2 separate regions of the Danio rerio genome follow, and region 1 is linked to region 2. A link is a contact called in public Hi-C data. All regions are on one chromosome and are shown on one strand. The core of a region is the stretch at or near the end of the contact, and the rest is flanking DNA. Distances in the headings are between cores, read along the strand shown. Region 1 overlaps hecw1a (HECT, C2 and WW domain containing E3 ubiquitin protein ligase 1a). Region 2 holds the start of hecw1a (HECT, C2 and WW domain containing E3 ubiquitin protein ligase 1a).

Region 1 (6,545 bases), core at 300-2,799, 43 kb after region 2:
ACATGTTTTGATGTGTATTTTGGAATACTGCATAAAACACACTGGATGGTGAACCTCAGCGTGTGCATTGAATCATGATATGCACATTTAGTTGAACTGCACATTGAGCTGATAACAATACACAAATATTTAGACAATAAATTCCTTGATGTTCATGCAAAAGTCAATAATGGATCACCTGTGCATGCTCAGAAGTGTTGAAACTTTGCACTTTTGTGCTGTAAAAATATCTGTACATTAGCGGTTTTCCGTATTTCATTCATTCATTCATTTTCTTTAAGGCTTAGTTCCTTTATTAATCCGGGGTCGCCACAGCGGAATGAACCGCCAACTTATCCAGCATGTTTTTACACAGCGGATGCCCTTCCAGCCGCAGCCCATCTCTGGGAAACACACTCATTCACACTCATACACTACAGACAATTTAGCCTACCCAATTCACCTGTACTGCATGTGTTTGGACTGTGAGGGAAACCGGAGCAGCCGGAGAAAACCCACGCCAACACGGGGAGAACATGCAAACTCCACACAGAGAAATGCCAACTGACCCAGCCGAGGCTCGAACAAGAGACCTTATTGCTGTGAGGCGACAGCACTGCCTACTGGGAATAGGAAATAATGTGGAAAAAATGTCTTGCTCTGTTAAACAGCACTTGGGAGATAAACGAGGAAGAATTCAGATCTCCACAGGAGGACAGTGGATGATGTGTGTGTGTGTTTGTGCACAGATTGGGAGGCGCGTGTGGACAGTCACGGTCGTGTTTTTTACGTGGATCATGTAAACCGGACAACAACATGGCAGAGACCCATTCATGCAGCCAAGCGCACCGGCATGCAGAGATCAGGGTCCACACACCAGATGGAGCAGCTCAACCGCAGGTACAACACACTATACACTGTAAAAATACCCAGAAATGAGCAGTTTTCTGTATTTTGTGATTAATGTTTTTATTTTCCCCCATTTATTTCTGCTTTTAAGTTGCATAATGGGATCTTGATCTTTCTTCCAATAACTTTTAACCTTGAGTAGTTGTAAAAAGTGTGTTTTCTGCTCTTGTGTAACAGTCTGCAGGGCTATATTGTGTGTGTTGGTGTTGTATATTACGCTACAAACACCTTGTAATAAACTGCAACACATCTCCTGTTATTTCACACACTTATTCCTCTACATAATGTTTCTTATATTATATTCAAAAAACTAAAATGTCATTAAAATTAACATTATTAAACTGTAGTTTAGAATTTTCAACATCAGAAGTGGAGCAGAGATCAGCATCCCATAATGCAAGTCACTACCGCAAATAAACCCAAATCACACCGTTAACTGTTCATTAACAGATATTGTTTACAGTGCAGGAGAATATTTCCTTCATTCGTTCACATCTGTTTACCATGTCAGTGTAGCTGTGAAATAAAGATGTATAGCCACAAACTAATAAGTATTAAAGATATAATTCAGAACAGATGCTTTGGAATTATTGTAGTGAGTTGAGTAAAATTTCACAACATCTCAAAGGTATATTTGAGCAGATGCTGCCCCCTGCAGGACACACACGCTTAAGCACTGAAACACCAAAATGAGTCCAAGTAGGTATCGCTGCAGCCCGGAGACCTGCAAGTGGGAGGCATTACACCGCAAGTAGGTTGGTTGGCCTCCAAGTGGGAGGGACTCAAACCACAAGTAGGTTGGGTTTATCAGGTTACTGTGAGGTCGGGTTTAGGGTTAGGTGTACACATTCATAAAGCACAATATTAAACTCTAAATACGACTAAATAAGGTTTGCACAGCCCACTTGGAGCTCCAAAGCCCACCCTCTTGGAGCTGGCTCTGACCTCCGTTTATACCCTTCTCAAATGAGTCAGCGGAGAACAGTGTTGCCAGATGTAGCTAACCAAAACCTAATCTAAAACCCGCTGTGCTATGGCACCTCTTTGGGGGATCATAACAGGTTTATAAGTGAAGGGGCTGGCTGCACGCTGTTACAAAACCGACCAATTTTACACATTTCCTGCCTATGTCATTTTTTACCTGCAAAAATTTATTCAAAACCGCTCAATCTGGCAACACTGGCGGAGAATCCGATTTTTGTTTGGGGTCTTTTGTGTGACTGTGGCTTAGAAATAAATTATATTTATTAATTCAAGCAGCATTAAAATGATCAAATCAAATGTGGATTAAATATAATTATAATGTTACAACAGATTATGTAAAACAAACAAAATACAATCCTGAAAAATAAAATGCATTACAGTTTCATGCATCATTAATATTTCTTAATCATCATATAATAATTTCTGACTCCAAAGACTGGGACATGCTGCTTTACATTACAGATATAAATGCCACTTTACTGCATATTCTCTTAAAACTGCTATTTTATACTGTAATAATAGTTGCTAAACATGTATTGACCTCAAAATGTTATATATATATGTTTTATATTAATTGTTATAACTAAAACAAAATCACTTCTTAAGCATCTTTGATATTTATAAAACAGCGTTAACCCTTTAATAGGAATGGTAACTTCCTAGGTGAACATTTGTGCATTTAGGTTATCATTAAAACTAAAAATGATGGTATCGCACTGTCACCTCACAGCAAGAAGGTCGCTGGTTCGCCTGGGTCAGTTGGTGTTTCTGTGTGGAGTTTGCATGTTCTCCCCGTGTTGGCTCCGGTTTCCCCCACAGTCCAAACGCATGCGCTTTAGGGGAACTGATCAACTAAATTGGCCGTAGTGTATGAGTGTGTTTGAATGAGGGTCTATGGGTGTTTCCCAGTACTGGGTTGCAGCTGGAAGGGCATCTGCTGCGTAAAACATGCTGAAATAGTTGCCGGGTCATTCCGCTGTGGTGACCCCTGATAAAAAATCAGAGAGTAAGCCAAAGGAATGAAGTTAAAGGGTTAATAAATGCGAGAGATTTGTTTTAATTAAAAGGTATGATGTGTGTGATTGATGTGAAATAAACCAATACATTTAATTGATACAAAAGGAACCAAGCTCTTGAAATAAATCTAGAGTATGTGTGTATTATTTGCTGAATCAACTCAGACAGAACAATGCAGATATTTTTCCTTATATGACGATGATAGGAGTGTTTTCCCCCAGCAGTGTTGATTTTTCCTCAGGTATCAGAATATTCAGCGGACGATGGCGAGCGAAGACGAGCCTGCAAACACTCGCGGATCTGAGAGGAACACTGGAGATACCGAGAGCGAATCCACAACACAATCCACAGGTCAGCCTCATCACTGATCAGCCTTCAGAAAGCAGGAAAACTTCATCAGCGTTCCAGATTTTAATTATAATAGTAATATATTTTGCTTATAAAGCACTTTAAAAATATTCAAATATAAAATTATACAATATTAACAAGCAAACTTAGAAAACATGCTGTTTTAATACATTATTCATTAATTTTCCTTCGGCTTAGTCACGTTATTAATCAGCGGATGCACAATGGAATGAACCGCCATATTCCTATTCCAACTATTACAGCATATGCTTTACACAGCGGGTGCCCTTCCAGCTAACACACACACACCCACTAAGGCCACTTTAGTTTATTCAGTTCCCCTATAGCGCATGTGTTTGGACTGTGGGGGAAACCGGAGCACCCGGAGGAAACCCACGCCAACACAGTTGTGCCTATAGGGATTGTAATAAAGCGTAACCTAAACAGTGTTTGTTCCTGTGTTGTGTGTAGATCAGAGAAGAGACGGCCCTTCATCTCCGGTCAATAACCCGAACGTCTCGCAGCTGCTTCAGTGTCCCGCCGTCAAGTTCATCACTCACCCTGAATTCTTCACTGTCCTCCATGCAAACTACGTAAGTCACTGTGGGATGCATGCATGTGTGCTGTCTCTAATGTTTGTGTTGCAGGAGCAGCTTTAAAGAGCCCCTATGATGCATTAGGAAAGGTCATATTTTGGTGTTGGGGGTCTCCAGCTACAGGCTGATCTGCTTTCAGGGCAAAAAACACTTTCATTGTCTCTTAATCTGCATAATTATCTCTACCTAATTATCATAACCCCTCCCACATGATTTATTCAGCGATTAATTTTTTCCAAACCCCTCCTGTGCATGAGACTAATCTTTGGTTAATGGTTTAATGACCCAGTTTGTTGTGATTGGTTCGATTACCAAGTCTGTTGTGATTGGTCCAATGGCCCGGTCTGTGGTTATTGGTCCCATGGCCTAGTCTGTTGTGATTAGTCCGATGGCCTGGTCTGTGGTTATTAATCCGATGGCTCGGTTTGTGGTGATTGGTCCAATGACCTAGTTTTTTTGTGATTGGTCTGATGACCCAGTCTGTTGTGATTGGTCCGAAGGCCTGGTCCGATGTGATTTGTCCGATGGCTCGGTCTGTTGTGATTAGTCCGATGGCCCAGTCTGAAATGTGAATAGCCTTAGAGTTAAGCGGCTAAAGATTTGAACCCAAAATGAGTCATCACTTTTGAGAATCAATTGATTTAACTTTTAAACTGCATTGTATTGACTGCAATCAAATACAAAAATATTCCTGTATATCTCTATAAATGCAAATGAGCTGCTACTTCCCGCCCTCCTCTCTGGAAGAGGGCGGAGCCTTTATAGTCCGTGCCTCAGGCACTCAGACAACAACAACAACAACTGTTTTAATGTCTTAAAGTCAGTTTAAACATTAAGTTTTTACTCTTGATAGCACACAGAAACTTTTTTATTATTTTAATAATAATAATCATAATAATAATACTAATAATAATAGTTGATTACATTCATAAAGCACTTTTCTGGGCACTCAAAATGTTTTCTATACAACCACATCACATCATCTGTGAAAAACACAATGTTATGTCAAAAGTACACACACACACACACACACACACACACACACACACACACACACACGTGTTTGGACTGTGGGGGAAACCGGAGCACCCAGAGGAAACCCACGCCAACACAGGGAGAACATACTAACTCCACACAGAAACAATAACTGAACCAGCCGGGACTCGAATCAGTGACCTTCTTGCTGCGAGGCGACAGTGCTGACCACTGTGCCCTGGAGGCTGAAATAATATCTAAAATAAAAGAACAGAATATTCAGTTCAATTCAATTCAGCTGTATTTGTACAGCGCTTTTACAATGTAGATTGTGTCAAAGCAGCTTCACATAGATGGTCATAGTAATTGGATCAGGGTGGTTCAGTTTTTAGTGTTTAAGTTCAGTTCAGTTTAGCTCAGTTCAGTGTGATTTGAAGTCATTACTGAGAGTCCAAACACTGAAGAGCAGATTCATTGATGAGTAGCTCCACCGATCCTGAACCATGCAAGCCAGTGGCGACAGCGGAGAGGGAAAAAACACTTCACCAATAGGAGAGTGAAGAAAAAAAACCTTGAGAGAACCAGACCAGTGCGACACAACCATTTTAATTTCTCCCTGGCCAAAAGTCTTGTGCAGATCAGGATTTCTCTGAATGCTTTAAAGCGTCTGTGAGGCTCTATAGTGAAGTCCTGGTGTCCGTGAGCAGACGCACTCCAGCTGAGGCAGATATTGATTGAACTATTTGCAGATTCACTCTTTATCGATCTCCTAAGCTCTCCTGCAACATCACGGCAGACCGAGAACAGACATTAACAACTCAGAGATAATGCTGCACTGATACAAGACGATTTGAGCTCTTTAAAAGCTTGTTTCGGCATCTCTGAGACGTCTTTATCTTGTTTTCGAGTTACTCCAGGCAGATCACACACATGAAGACCTGACACTTATTGAATATTCATGACTGTCGTGAAGCTGGCTTTGATAACACTCTGATCATTAACCAGTGGAGTCGTCAGGTCAGGTTGAGCTGTATTGTTATTCCTCTACATGTGTGGACATACAGTGGAAGGGAGGGAATATCACGTCTTGCAGGAGCACAGTGCTGCATATATAAACATAATCATAAATATGATGTTGTTGTGTTCTGGTGTCAGGGTGCGTATCGGATGTTCACTAACAGCACCTGCCTGAAGCACATGGTCCTGAAGATCCGCAGAGACGCACGGAACTTTGAGCGATATCAACACAACCGAGACCTCGTCACCTTCATCAACAAGTTCGCTGACACTCATCTGGAGCTGCCGAGGGGCTGGGAGATCAAAACTGACCCGCAGGGCAAGGTGAACGCAAGACACACACACACACACACAATCATAAACACACACACAATCATAAACACACATATAACCTAAAACATAAACACCATAAACACAAACTCACACACACACCATAAACACACACACAAGCATAAATACACACAAACATAAACACCATAAACAAACACACACACACACACACACACACACACACACACACACACACACACACCATATACTCACACACACATATAAACACATACCATAAACACAATAACACACCGTTAACACACACACACACACCATACACAAACACACACACACACACACACACCATTAACAAACACACACAAATACAAACTCACACACACACCATAAACATAGACACACACCACAAACACACACACCATAAACACACAC
Region 2 (7,509 bases), core at 3,348-5,847:
TGTTCATTTAGGCTATGAACACACCACAGATAACAAAGTGACCAGTAAATGGTAAAATGTCTATGATCTTGTGTCTTCTAGTCGTCTATATAGCAGAAATAAGTAAGCCGTAGGCTGAAACAGCAGATTTTATAAGCCTTATTTAAATGGTAAGCTGTAATAGTCATGTGTGGCCACTAGAGGTCCATGTTGTATTTTTTTTGCAGTGATCGGCCATTAGTAAAAGCACAAGATGTGAGCTCAGTAGGGTGTCATGCAAAATTGGTCTATAAATGTTTTGTTTATCATGCATATCATATAACAGACGTAACAATGTCATGTGCTGATGTGGATGCTAATACAAGTGTAACGGCAGGTGTAGTTTGAACAGGCATAATCACTCTGAAATTGAGTCCAAACAGTGTTGTTTCTGTCATTATTAGAGCAGTGGATTTGTGATATCATGTTGTTGTTTGTTGTTGTTGTTTTTGTTTGTTTGTTTGTTGTTGTTGTTATTTTTTTGTTTTGTGTTGTTGTTGTTTTGTTGTTGTATTTGTTTTTGTTTGTTGTTGTTATTTTTTGTTGTTGTTTGTTGTTGTTTGTTGTTGTTTTGTTGTTGTATTTGTTGTTGTTTTGTTGTTGTATTTGTTGTTGTTTTTTTGTTATTTTTTTGTTGTTGTTTTGTTGTTGTATTTGTTGTTGTTTTGTTGTTGTATTTGTTGTTGTTTTTGTTTGTTGTTTTTTTGTTATTTTTTGTTGTTGTTGTTTGTTGTTTTGTTGTTGTATTGTTGTTTTTGTTTGTTGTTATTTTTTGTTGTTGTTGTTTTGTTGTTGTATTTGTTGTTGTTTTTGTTTGTTGTTATTTTTTTGTTTTGTTGTTGTTGTTTTTTGTTGTATTCGTTGTTGTTTTTGTTGTTGTTTCTTATTGTTGTTTCTTGTTGTTATTTGTTGTTTGTTTTTATTTGTGGCTGTTTGTTGTCGTTGTTTGTTGTTGTTGCTGTTTGTTGTTTGTTGTTGTTGCTGTTTGTTGTTTGTTGTTGTTTGTTGTTGGTTTTGTTTGTTGTTGTTGTTTTTGTTTGTTATTGTTTTTTGTCGTTGTTTGTTGTTGTGTTGTTTTTGTTTGTTGTTGTTGTTTTTGTTTGTCATTGTTGTTTGTTGTTGTTGTTTAGATCTCTTTGGTTTATTGGTTTGATGTTTTAGATTTACAGCTCTTTGCTGCAGTGTACTGTAGTATTATTACTGTGAACTGATAAACTGTCAAATACTGTAGTGTATTTTAATTTTTACTACAGTAAACTGTGCTGTATTGTAGCATAATAAACCCTATAGTTGTAGAAAACTACAGTACTGGGTCATTTCTTTAAATTTTCTTTATACTTTAAATCACCACAACATATTAATGCAAGTACAGTTGAAGTCAGAATTATTAGCCGCCCTTTGAATTTTTTTCTTTTGTAAATATTTCACAAATTATGTTTATTAGAGCAAGGAAATGTTCACAGTGTGTTTGATCATATTTTTTCTTCTGGAGAAAGTCTTATTTGTTTTATTTGGGCTAGAATAAAAGCAGTTTTTAATAGTTTTAAAGCCATTTTAAGGTCAATATCATTCGCCCCTTCAGCAATATTAGTGTTGGATTGTCTCCAGAATAAACCACTGTTATACAATGACTTTCCTAATTACCCCAACCTGCCTAGTTACCCTGATTACCCTAGTGAAGCCTTTACATGTCACTGTAAGCTGAACACTAGTGTCTTGAAGAATATCTAGTCTAATATTATGTGCTGTCATCATGACAAAGAGAAAATAAATTAGTTATTAGAAATAAGTTATAAAAAATTATTAGAAATGTGTGTGTGTGTGGGGGGGGGGGGGTCATAATTCTGACTTCAACTGTATTTACTATAGTATGGTTCAAAAAACACTACATTACAAAATACTATAGTATTTTTGCCATGTGAGGAATTTCCTAAATAAAGTATCATGACGGACTGCTTTTGTACAGGTAAAATTACTGCAATTTCATAAATGATCACACATTTAAGTCACATGCCTAGGAAGAAATAATATGGATAATACCTGATTCTAGAGGACGAGTGCAAAACATTTCTTGCAATAAGCACTATCATCATTTAAGATGGCATGGGGAATTTATTAACATAAACAGCTGTTTAAGTGATCTTTTGATTTCACTCAGAGTCTTCCATGACAGAAATAACTATTGCATAAGATTTTAAATGTTTGGTAAACTGCAGTAATCATAAATGCCCGCTAGAGGTCTCTGTTGCGCTTTTGTGTACTTACTTATCATTAGTGAATACAACTCCAACCATAAACATAAGGTTTTAATGGTGCTTGAATATGTTTTATTTATTATTCAGGCTATTTTTATTATTATTATTATTATTTTAAACTGTCTTCACTCATTTAAATACAAATATGAAAATGCATGCAAGTCATCCAGGTGACTGGTGGGACGCTCGCGTGATATTGTTTATATATATATATATATATATATATATTTATTTATTTATTTATTTATTTATTTTCTAGTCCAAATATCTACAAATATTTAAATCAAGAAGCATTCTCCAGACTTGCGTTTAGAAATATGACCAAAAAATGCCATGTCAAAATAAGACATTTTGCTCTGTAAATTGGCAGATTGTTAAGCTTGTTTTAAGGAAAAACTCACTTAATTTAGGCATATTATTTCTGAAAACAAGGCTATTTTTTGCTTGTATATAAAATGCTTCTTGATTTAAGGATTTTTAAATATTTGGACTAGAAACAAGACAACAAATGTAACCTAGAAAGGCATCTTTTACAGTGGTAAAGGTGTTAGTAACAGTTTTCACAATGTAGGCTTCATTAACATATCAAAACGGTTTTCCCGCCAACTCTATTGACTATGGTTAATCATTAGTGGTCCCCATTCCACACACTGGAACCGTCGAGTTGGATTAAGCGGGAAATGTCAAGCCTACGTTCTTGCGTGTTTACATCACGTCCGTAAACAACACTGCTGCTTCTTTATTGCGAGAAAGCATCGGGTTTTGGCGATAGACTTACTTCGTCAAAGATTGAACAGGACAGCAGGTGAGCATTAGTAGTGTATCCAAACATTGATCTTTGCGGGGCATCCAACATCACCAAATCCACCGTCGTCCAAACAAAGACAACACTGACCTCAAATCCAAAACAGACTCGATAAGCACGTGTCCGAACAAAATATAATTAGGATACGAGTTGTTGTAAATGGGTATCGCAGAGTGGCAGGTCTGCAGTGATATGTTTATATTAATACACAGTAACCATGGGGATTCCTCAGGCCAGATGGGCCAGATACAGCGATGACGTAAAAGAGCTACTCTACTAGAAACATGCAGTGTAGTGTTTCGACCACAGATGGCGACAGAGAGAGCGGGGAGCCACCTTGAATGAACTTCAGCTTAATGAGACACGATTTATTTAATTAAAACGCACAATATTTTACAGGATTTCATTCGAATATAGTATAGGGAGAGAGACAGTGTTTGTTTTTTTGTAAGCAGATAAGCATTCGACTTCTTTATAGTAAAAATATTTCTTTGAAATGTTCTTATCTCAACTTAACAAAGTAATAAATAAATAAAAGTAGTAACTTCCAATTGTTACCTGAAATGTAACCAACCTTGAATGTTGGTTATTTAATTCAGATTATTCTATAAAGCTAAATAATAGGCTATATTTACCTTTAATAAGTCTAAAGTTAATTAAAACTTAGCTTACTTATTAATTTATATATTTATTTTGAATTTATTTACTTTAAGTGTAACTTACATAAAGCAGTCAGCGCTGCACTTTACAATACAGCTAATTTATTTATCATGCTCTTTAATATAAGAGAAAAATCCAAAATATGTAGTTTTGCAGGTCTCAATTATATAAACAGGGTTGAGATACAGCTAAATATTATGTTTTGGGTATACACACATACAGCTTTGGTAAAAAAGTAATGCATTGCAATTTTAAGTCAATCTTACTCTTTAAATAAAGTATCATAACGTACTTCGACTTAGTAACTAAATAATCCATGGATTAATATGCTAGATTAATGCAAGATTGAGTCTTATGTAGGTTAAATGTTTTGATAAATGCATTAAATCTATGTATAGAAGTGATATGTACTTAGAATGCATGTTAAATGTAAGTCAAGTGTCTACTTAGTTTATGTTTCATTATCAAGCGGATATAAAAATAGAGTAAGATCATTAATACCTGTATTAAAACGTCATATAATAAGTGATCACAGCCTTGATTGTAATTTAAATGGTTAAAACGTCTTGCTGACAAATTAGTGAAGGATATAACGGCAAAATATAAAGTCATTTAATAATAAATTAAATAAATATCATTCAATATTTTGAGGTCAAGTTGATCAACGCTCTTTAATAATGATTCTTGCCCTGATTGTTGTGTATATTTAATTAGACTGCTGTTACACTGAGTGCCAGTTCAGTGCGTGTCTTCTTTAAATCACAGTTCAGCTCGTCTTGTGTTGTGGGCGGAGTCAGAAGGAATGCCGACTGCTGATTGGCTGCTGCGCAGTGCTGATGCGGGACAGTGTTGACGCTCTGGTTCTGCTGCTCGGGATGGATTGAGCGGTTTCCCCGGCTCCGGATCACCGTGTTCGGCTTGAGGATTGCAGTGAGACCCGCTGAGCTGGAGCCCGGAGCTTGAGCATGATCCACCGGCGGATCTTTCTGTCTCAGGTGTGTGTCTATGAGTGAGCGAGGGCTTCATTGTCATGTCCGTGTGTGTGTGCGTGCGTGCGTGTGTGTCGATGGAGAGTCATTTACCTCTGCAGACGCGCGCGCAGTCCTGTGAAGATCGCGTTTCATCGTGTGTGTGTGTGTGTGTGTGTGTGTGTGTGTGTGTGTGTGTGTGTGTGTGTGTGTGCGCGTGTGTGCGTGTGTGTGTGTGTGTTTGTTTGCGTTTGTGTTTGTTTGCGTGCGTGTATTTGTGTGCCCGTATTTTGTTCTGATGTTCTACTGGTGATTGAGGGATTCTCTCTCTCTCTCTCTCTCTCTCTCTCTCTCTCTCTCTCTCTCTATCTCTCTCTCTCTCATATCATCTTTTTGGGTGGCAATTGGATTGATAGACATGGCTGTGTATTGCCAAAGCATACATAGCAGTAAACAAAAGCCTAAATAACATCAGTATATACATATATATATATATATATATATATATATATATATATATATATATATATATATATATATATATATATTTATAAAAGAAATACAAACACATACGAGTACACATTGCCACTGTATAGAGCAGTAAAATAGACAATATAAGTTATAATAGTAGTACAATTATAATAATAATAGCAGACAATAATTACATACATTGCATTTGTGATGTTTACGTTAAAGCATGAAAACAAATAACAGTAATAGTGATAAACAACAACTAACAATAAATAATAATAAACACTACAGGATATTTAGCAATCAACATTTCAGGAAAAAACACTAATGATAAATGCTAATAAACAGTATATTTAACAATTTTAAGAATGTATGAACAACAATTTAAAATTCTGTCGGTGTGTGTGTGTGTGTGTGTGTGTGTGTGTGTGTGTGTGTGTGTGTGTGTGTGTGTGTGTGTGTGTGTGTGTGTGTGTGTGTGTGTTGTTTATAAGCACATCTTTCTCTTTTTTTCTGGTGTCATTCAGCTTTTTTCCTCTTTCCATGTGACACACACACAGACATACTGACATGATCATCCCGCTGTTTACAGCTCCTCTTACACACTTTATTAAACAGTAGGGCTGCACCATATTGGGGAAAAATGACATTGCGATATTTTGTTTTTGCTTATAAAAATAAGTATGTTTATAATGTTTATATAGTGTGTGTTTGTGTGTAATATGAATATAATTTCACCAGATGATTTAAATAACTATATTTATGAAGAATTCATAATTTTACATTGATCAAGAATGCATCTGCATAAAATATCAAATCAAAATACAAGCCTACGTGAATACAATAGAGCAAAGATACTGCAACAACGGAGTTCAGGGTCTAAACTCAGTTTATTCACAGCTTGGTCAAGCAGGCAGTGGTCAAAAGGAACAAACGGTTCCATGAGGGTACTCCAAAAGTGTAGTCGTGGTCACAGGCAGAGGTCGGTGCAGACGGCAAACAGGATAAACAAAGAACGAAACAAGGGTCAGGAAGTGCGGCTAGACTAGGAAACGCTTTGTACATGTGAACAAGACTCAGCACTGTGTGTGTGAGTGTGAGGGGTATTCATAGTCCTGGTAATCAGTCTATGGTGAGCTTCCCGCTGTGTGTGTGTGTGTGCAATCAGTGAGAGAACTGCAATTGGTGTGTGTGAACAGGTAAGATGGGATTAGTAGTTCTTTTGGTGGCAGGTTTGTAGTTCTCCAGTGATTTGTATAGACTCACTGGTGACTGTGACGGACACAAAAATAAATAAATAGGGCTTTATTAATTAATGAATTAATTAATTTATTTATTTAATTAATTATTTATTCCCATATTATAGCCCATAAATTTATATAATTGTTATTATAATAATAATAATAATTTATTTATTTATTTTTATTTATTTATTTATTTATTTATTTATTTATTTATTATTATTATTATTATTCCATATATACACTGAAATAAGTGAATACTAATAATACATGTTATTATTAGTATTATTTATCTTCATAGTATAATACAGAAAAAAATAATAAATAATAGTAATTATATAATATTTATTATTATTATAATTATAATCATTGCTGTTGTTGTTGTTATTATTATTATTATTCATTCCATATTATAGGTCACACTGAAAAATATAAAAACAACAGTAATACACTGTAAAAATGCTGGGTTCCACACAATCAATTTGTGTAGAGACAACATGAAGTCAATAAGTTAACTTATTAGTTTTCACTAATTTAAGTGGATTTAATATAAAAACAATTGGGGTATCTCCACCCCCCCCCCCCCAAAAAAAAACTTAATTGTGTTGTTTTAGCTCATTTGAAAAAAGCTGATTAAACAAACAGCAAAATAAAGTATATATTAATTTATATATTTATATAATTATAACAATAATAATAATAGTTTTATTATATTTATTATATTATAATAATAATATTATTATTATTATTATAATCGTTGTCATCATTGTTGTTGTTGTTATTATCATTATTATTATGGTAACACTTTACAATGATGTTGTATTAGGTATTGTTAGTTAATGCATTTACTAACACGAACAAACAATGAACAATACATTTATTACAGTGTTTATTCATGTTAATTAATGTAAATACAGTCATTTATTGTTAGTTCATTTACTCAGTGCATTAACTAATGCTAAAAAGCATGAATTTGGATGTTAATAACGCTTTCGTAAATGTTGACCTATGATTAATAAATGCTCTACAACTATTGATCATCCTTAAATACATGAACTAATGAAACTCTATTGTAAAGCGTGACTATTGGT

The links. Hi-C and Micro-C count contacts between places; a contact is called where the count stands out from the background.
Region 1: a contact with region 2 is called in a Hi-C map of an unstated tissue, with 3 times the contacts expected there. The contact joins the enhancer-like site here to the promoter of hecw1a in region 2. A contact is called at or near these places in 6 of 18 Hi-C or Micro-C datasets (caudal fin, embryo, fibroblasts and 2 more).

What each region holds. Positions count from the first base shown.
Region 1 is chr24:800,847-807,391 of GRCz12tu, forward strand. It overlaps hecw1a (HECT, C2 and WW domain containing E3 ubiquitin protein ligase 1a), which reads left to right. Exons shown (of 28, transcript XM_073941348.1): 11 at 729-879; 12 at 3,131-3,240; 13 at 3,709-3,830; 14 at 5,964-6,149. The region is part of intron 1 of LOC141380801 (a long non-coding RNA gene); the gene reads right to left. Among named protein-coding and RNA genes, the nearest start is that of stk17a, 29 kb to the right of the region's middle. Within about 2 kb of position 1,550, at least 2 of the 62 cell types and tissues checked have an H3K27ac peak or open chromatin away from gene starts, as enhancers often do.
Region 2 is chr24:755,120-762,628 of GRCz12tu, forward strand. hecw1a (HECT, C2 and WW domain containing E3 ubiquitin protein ligase 1a) reads left to right here and starts at 4,598. Exons shown (of 28, transcript XM_073941348.1): 1 at 4,598-4,733. The region is part of intron 1 of LOC141380801 (a long non-coding RNA gene); the gene reads right to left. LOC141380800 (a long non-coding RNA gene) reads right to left here and starts at 3,334. Exons shown (of 5, transcript XR_012399640.1): 1 at 3,052-3,334.